Linked DNA regions of Pan troglodytes: region 2 is linked to region 1. The links are chromatin contacts, called in public HiChIP or PLAC-seq maps. All regions are on one chromosome and are shown on one strand. The core of a region is the stretch at or near the end of the contact, and the rest is flanking DNA. Distances in the headings are between cores, read along the strand shown. Region 1 holds the start of CTXN1 (cortexin 1). Region 2 holds the start of FBN3 (fibrillin 3).

Region 1 (3,431 bases), core at 263-2,762:
ATGGTGGTGGGCAGGGGGAGGAGGCTTAGGCTGCAGGTACGGTCGGTCGTCGGAGCCTCCCTCCAGGGCTAGCAGAGGGTGCGCCTCCCAGTTCCCCACAGGGCTGAGTCTCTCTCACCACCCCCAGCGCCTCCCCAGATCAACAGAATTGTGTGTGGAGGGGAGGCAGCTGGGGGTTACACATCAGCGCCCCCCCCCCCCCAAAGCTGGTGAAAGGTGCTTGTGATCTTGGTGTCTTTGCAGCCCTGGGAAGCTTTAAAAACGTGCAAAAGCCAGACCTGGGTTCCACTTCCAGCCCTACCAGACTCTAGCCATGTGACTGTGGGCAAGTCAGTCACTGGAGCTGCCTGGCCCTCGGTCTCCTGGCCTGTAGAATAGGGATGCTAACAGGGCCTGGCTCATTCTCACGATCCCGAAGAGGAGATAGGCTATAAACAGGAGGTGCCAACTCAGCACGCTGCTTGGCATGCAGTAAGCGCTCAATAATAGCTTTTATTATCATGTTCGGCTCAGAGGCAGGGAGGAGTGGAACGGCATGGGAGGGCTGCGGGAGGCATGGCAGGGGGGTCAGGGGCAAGTGGCAGGAGGGCGGATGGGGGGCAGCGGTGGGCACCGGGGCAGGGCGCGCTGACCTGTCCTGGGGCCCGGGTTGGGGGCAGAAATGAGCCTGCCCACGCTGTCCCGCCACGGCAGGCGCCACGCATCCTCGACACAGCCGCCATGGCAGGCCTTCGGGCTCCGTCTCCGGGACAGGCGGTGCAGGGCAAATTGGTATGCAGCGTCCGCCCCGTGGGCCCGGGAGAGCCTGCCCCGCAGGGCCAGAGCCCAAGGACGGGCTCAACACTCAGTCAAGGTGGGGTTGACGACGGCCAGACAACAGGGGAGGGAGGAGGGACAAGGGGGTCCCCACTTCCAGGGACGCACAATAGCAGAGCCACTTACACGCTGGGGAGGGGGCGGTGCGGGGGTCCTCCTCCCGCCCGGGATTCAGAGTCGGGGGTGGGGGCCAGCCGGGCGGGTGAGATGCGCAGAGAGGAAGGGACAGGGCGGATAAAGGCACGAGGTGGGGCTCCGGCCAGGCCAGGAAGGGACATGGGAGGGGTCTCGAGGGGGAGGGGCTGGGCTTCTCCCAACTCCCTCCCCCTCTCCCCCGGGCTGGGGGCTCCGGGGCGGGATCCTGAGCGCAGTCCTGGCCCTGCGGCGCCCCCCGCCGGGCCGGCCCTCTGAGACCCCGCGCAGGGCCGGCTAGGGGGCGCCGCGCCCCTCACACCAACGCGTAGTCGAACTGCCCGCGCTCGAGCGCCTCCTTGTGGTCGGTCCAGGACGAGGCGGGCATGCGGCTGTAGGGGTCGAGCAGGATGCGCACGCAGCGCACCATCAACAGCACCAGCACCACGAGCAGGCAGAGCACGAAGGCGAACACCGTGCGCTGCTCCGCGTCCAGGCCCGCGCCCACCGGGGGCCCCGTCGACGGCGGCAGGGGCTCCGGCGACAGCGTCCACGTCGCGCTCATGGCTCACATCGCCGCGCGCCCTGCGGAGGAGGGGACCCGCCCCGGGCGCCGGGGATGAGGCTGCGCCCTCCCTCCCGCGCCTCCTCCGCTTCGCCCCCTCCTGCCGCCGCCGCCGCCGCCCCCCTTAACGTGCCCGGCCCCATCCCCCGCCCGCGCCTCGGTCCCCGGGCTACGCCCATGCCCGGCCCGCCGGATCGCCGCCACCACCACGCGGGGACCCAACTCTGGCCGTGCGCGCAGGTGGGGGCGCTGAGAGCCGGGAAACGGAGCCGCGCCCGGCCTGGGCCGCACACAACAGGTGCGAAAGCGCGGCCGCGGCCCGGGCGCGCGGCGTGGGGACGGTCCCCGCGGCCCCTGCCCCCGCTCCCTTTGTTCTCGGCGGCCTGGGACCCCCTCCCCCACCGCCCCCGCCCCGGCGCGCCCCTCACCCTGGCTTCGACCCGGACGGGGACCGACCGCCCGGCGGCCGCGCTCTCTCCGGGACCCGCGCCGGCTCCGCGTTCGGCCTCTCCCCGGCGGCGGCGGCGGCGGCCCGGGCTCCGGCTCAGCCCACCCCACCCGCCCCTGGAGCGGCGGAGACCGAGGCAGGCAACCAGCGCGCGAGCCGGGCCGCCGCGGCTGTTCCTATGGCGACGGGGGCGGGGCCGCCGCGGGGGGCGGGGCTGCAGGGGGCGGAGGCTGCGCAGGGAGCGGCGCGCGAGCCAGCGACCCCGCCCGGGCCTGCGGGAGGACGGAACCCCAGCCCCGAGGACCCGCGAGCACCCACGACCTCGCCGGGGAGTGGGCAGCTGCCACTCCCACCTCCCCTGGCACTTCGGGCCCCCCAGCCTGCCCTGTGCCTGCATTCTCCTCCGCGATAGACCCCACTCGAGACTCCCTGTTTGTGGGGGGACCTCAGTGTCCCTAAAACACTCATATGGGCACTCAAGCTCCCCCGGCCCTGGGGACCTCAATTCTCAGAGAGCTCAGGCAGGTCACTGGGATGAGTAAGTCCCCCTAGTTTTGTCTGTCACTGGCCTCGTCTTCCAACTCAGGGTCCAGCCCTGGGCAAGGCGTCCACCCACTGCGGCTGCAGTTCCTCACTCGACCTTGACCGCCTCCCAGAGCAGCCGCCCGCTCCCACCCCCACCATCGCCTCGGCCACTCCCGCGCCAGAGAAGACACTTCAGACTCCGTAGCTGCTCTTCTGCAATTCGGTGTTTTATTCTTTCCAAATCTCAGGCTTATGCACAAGATGGAAGAGCACTGTTAAAATAAAAAAATGGACCTAAAGTGGCTTGGCTGACGTGGCTAGCGGGTCACTGAGCCGCGGGTCCCGGGTCCCACCCTGCTGTGGGGGGAGTCCCTGGGCCCTGGGGCCTCTTGGCACTGTGTGACCTGTGTGCACCCCAGGTGACCAGGCGCCGGGACCCCTGCAGGGCAGAGCAACAGGGCAGGGGTTGGCCCTGGGGGGAGTGTCTCCAGCTGCCACGCACCCACAACAGCCCGTTGTCCCCTCCCGGGCCAGCTGGTCTTGCAGCCGTCCTGGCAGAGCTGGGGACAGAGCCCGCAGTCTTGTTCCCAGAGGTCTGGAGTTGCCGCAGGTGGTGTTGCGGTGCCTCTGTGCCTGATGACCCAGGCCGGTGCTCCCTGGCTCCGGCACCACACTCAGAGAATCTGCTCGGTGCTGGAGGCCGAGATGTCCAGGAGCCGCCAGGCCACGTAGGGGTTGAGCTCGTCCTGGTCTCGGCAGAGCGCCCACACGTACAGCATCCGCAGCACCTTGTCCTGCAGGGTGGGTTGGGAAGGGCACTGTTGAGAGGGTTGAGGTAACCCAGGCAGCTCTGGGGGGGGCCAGGCTCTGTGGGGCAGGAGCCACCGGCAACTTCCCCAGGGGCTGGGAGCAGAGGCCAGCACAATTGCCTAGACTCAGGAACCA
Region 2 (3,431 bases), core at 511-3,010, 220 kb after region 1:
AAGGGCAGCAGGGTCCCGGGGGGAAACAGGGTGTCAGAAGGCTGGGGGCTGTCCAGATGGGAGAGAGAGGAGAGGAATGGGAGGCTCATGTCGTGGGAGGTGGAGGGCATTGAGGAGATTCCCGAAGTTCTAGCTGGGACGGTGGAGCCCAGAGAGCGCCCAGGGTAGGAGGAAGATGGTAAGTCGTGGGAAGCAACAACCCCACTGTCCCTCTGTGACACAGATACCCCCACTCCTGCAATGCCTGGCCCCACCTGGCCCTGTGTCCCCTCGCCTCCACATCCCACGCCGGTCTTGCCTGGGCTGTGCACCCTTAGCCGCAAGACCCTTCTCTAACATCACGCCTCCTCCAGGAAGCCCCCTCTGACTGTTCACTGCTCCCAGGTCAGGGCTGGATGCCTCCCTGGGCAGGGGGCCCAGGCAGGGGCTGGAACTTCCCAATGCAGAGAGTAACCCTGTGCCCAGCAGGGAAGGTACCGCTTCTGTGCCCATTTCACAGATGCACAAACTAAGGCCATCACACCATGAGTGAGGGGCTAAGCCGGAGCTTAAGCCCACGAAGAGAAGAAGGAGGGGGAGAAGATCAGGAACGGAACTCGCTCCTGCCCCCCTTGGCTGGGTCTTTCCTGGGCCATGAAGGACGGGAGGGAGAAGACCGGGACAGGAGACGACCGTTTGGAGGGTGGAGGCAAAATACTTGAGGGAGAGAAGCCAGACCAAGTGGCCTTCCTGTTCCATTCAGGTTCCAGGGAGGAAAGGAACCCGCCCTAGGTGGAGAATGGGCGGGGAGCCCTGCTGTGTGGTCTTGGCCACGCCCCGGTTGTCCAAAGGCCCCGGAGAAGGGAGAGACCCCTGTCAACGTTGGAGGGTTGGCTGGCTGGAGAGGGGCGCCCGCTTTTTCTTCTCAGTTGTCCGGGTCAGTCCGCACTCTGAGGCTCTGTGGACTCCAAGCAGCCTCGGGGCCTGCAAGCCCTCCTCCCCCACTCCCTCCGCCCCAGCCCCCTGCCTCGGGTCGGGTGGGGGAATTAGGTAGGGGGAGTCTCTGGCCTGATTTGCCTCGGTCCCCCCTACACACCGCTGCTTCTGCGAGCCACACCCTGGAGTTTGTGGAATGAATGAGCAGAGAAGGCGCGCCCGGCACGGGGTGTGGAGGCTGAGGGCCAAACAGCGAGGGATACCAAGCTTCGCCGACGGGGAGGGGGCGCCCCCGGAGCCCGCGGGGCGCGATCTCCACCTGGCAGGGCCCCCGGCCGCGACCACGCTTGGCTCCGCCCTCACCTGTGGGGTCAGGGGCCCCGCGCCCCGGCCGAGCCCCTCCCGCCGGGTCCCCGCGCCCCCACTCCCCACTGCGGCGGGCGCCACTAGAAGGCGGAGAGGGGAGGGGGCTGGGCCTGGGGCTGCCCGGCTGCGAACAAAGGAATCCTCTCCCCCTCCCCCTGCCGGCCCCCCCGCCCCCGCCTTCTCCACCCTTCAGCGCCCGCGATCTCGCCCCGCCGCTGTCCCCGCGCCTTCACCTACCTGCGAGGCGGCGCGCGTGGAGGCGGGCACGGCAGGCGGACGCGCGGGACTCAGCACTGCAGGGCGGGCTCCTGCGGCGCCGGGGACCCGGGGCGGGAACGCAAAGCCGAGAGGCCGACCCCGCCGCGTTCCCAGCCGAGAGCTGCCACTCGGGGGGGAGTTGGGGGCGGGAGGAGTTGGAGGAGGGCGCGTTTGCACCTCTTAGCTCCCGGGGCGGGGACGGGGGGGCTCCGATCCGGGGCGGGGAGAGAGGCTGCGGCTCGGGGGAGGGTCCGGGGCTCCGAGTGAAAAACTCCGATGGACTGGAGAGATGTGAGGGCGGGCGGGGGGCTCAGGGCTGGGGGCGCCTAGTAGGGGCTGCCGGGGCCGCGTTTTCGGATCGAGATTGAGGTGGAGGTGGGGCTCTGACTTTTGGGGGGCCTGGACGACAGCCTGGGCAGAGAAGTCCCGGGACTCACCTGGGCGGCCCTCTCAGGGCCTCCCAAGCCGCCGCCCCCCCCTCGAGCAAGGAGAATTGCGAGACTGACGTTGGAAACTCACCTGGCTCTTGGAGCCTGGATTCTTAACTAGGCTGAGATCAGGGGCCCCTAAATATGTTGACAAAACATTGGGCAAAGCTGTATTTCCCAGGGAGAAGGGCCCAGGTTTTTCATCTGGTTCTCAAAATGAAGAGGTTAACAATTCAAACGGTGTAAACTTTCAAATCTCTTTGAACCTGTTTCTCCACCTACCAAAGGGACCAGACAAGAATTTCGGCTCCCTATCTGTTGTCAGTACTCCAAACAAAAATTTCTAGGCTTTTCCACCACCTTCATACCTTTGAGAATAGACCCTTAACATGGGGATCTGTCAGAAGCTGTGCGTTGGGCCTGAAGCTGTTACTCCATCCAGCAAACTCCTACGCATCTGTCAAAGTCCAGTTCAAAAATTCCCTCCCTATCTGCAAATTGTGAGTTTACTCTATTGAACTCCCAAAGCTGATTGTGCTGAATATGCCCCCACCACAGTACTTCCAGAATGTAATAAATAAGTAAGCCCAGTGGGCTTGAAACCAGGAGTTCGAGACTAACCTGGGTAACATAGTGAGACCCCATCTCTTAAAAAAAAAAAAAAATTAAAAAGAATTAGCCAGGCCTGGTGGCATGCATCTATAGTCCCAGCTACTCAGGAGGCTGAGGCAGGAGGATTGCTTCAGCCTAGGAGGTTGAGGCTGCAGTGAGTTATGATTGTGCCACTGCACTCCAGCCTGGGCAACTGAGCAAGACCCTGTCTCCATTCCGGAAGTGCTATGGTGGGAGTATATTCAGCAAGTCAGCTTTGGGAGTTCAATAGGGTAAACTCACAATTTGCAGGGAGGGAGAGGATTTTGTTTTTGTTTTGTTTTGCTTTGTTTTGTTTTTTGAGACAAAGTCTTGCCCTGTCACCCAGGCTGGAGTGCAATGGCGCGATCTTGGCTCACTACAACCTCCACCTCCCAGGTTCAAGCAATTCTCCTGCTTCAGCCTTCCGAGTAGCTGGGATTACAGGCTTGTGCCACCATGCCCGGTTAATTTTTTGTATCTTTAGTAGAGACAGGGATTCACCATGTTGGCCAGGCTGGTCTCAAACTCCTAACCTCGTGATCCACCTGCCTCGGCCTCCCAACGTGCTGAGATTACAGGCATGAGCCACCGAGTCTGGCCCAGAAGGGGATTTTTGAAGTAGGTTTTGACAGTTGCATAGGAGTTTGCTGGAGGAAACAGAACAGGCAAAGGCCTGGAGAAGGAGAGAACTTAGAACAAACATGCCTGGATGGAGTGAGGTTGGAACTTTAGGAGAGAGGAGAAGGGGAGGGAGCAAGAGGAAAGCAGGCAACATAAGAAGAGGCTAGAAGCACCCAGGAGCCGTCAGCAGGCTCCCCCCCGCCTCTGAGG

Evidence for each region. HiChIP or PLAC-seq counts read pairs in DNA pulled down with a chosen protein or histone mark.
Region 2: a contact with region 1 is called in an H3K4me3 HiChIP or PLAC-seq map of stem cell-derived excitatory neurons, with 5 times the contacts expected there. The contact joins the promoter of FBN3 here to the promoter of CTXN1 in region 1. A contact is called at or near these places in 1 of 7 Hi-C or Micro-C datasets (stem cell-derived neural progenitor cells) and 1 of 1 datasets of contacts at active chromatin or transcription factors (stem cell-derived excitatory neurons).

What each region holds. Positions count from the first base shown.
Region 1 is chr20:10,339,992-10,343,422 of NHGRI_mPanTro3-v2.0_pri, forward strand. CTXN1 (cortexin 1) reads right to left here and starts at 1,513. Exons shown (of 1, transcript XM_001156296.7): 1 at 473-1,513. The coding sequence starts at 1,513. The coding sequence ends at 1,265. TIMM44 (translocase of inner mitochondrial membrane 44) reads right to left here. Exons shown (of 13, transcript NM_001280516.1): 13 at 2,693-3,280. The coding sequence ends at 3,161.
Region 2 is chr20:10,564,226-10,567,656 of NHGRI_mPanTro3-v2.0_pri, forward strand. FBN3 (fibrillin 3) reads right to left here and starts at 1,761. Exons shown (of 65, transcript XM_016934913.4): 1 at 1,519-1,761; 2 at 1,076-1,153.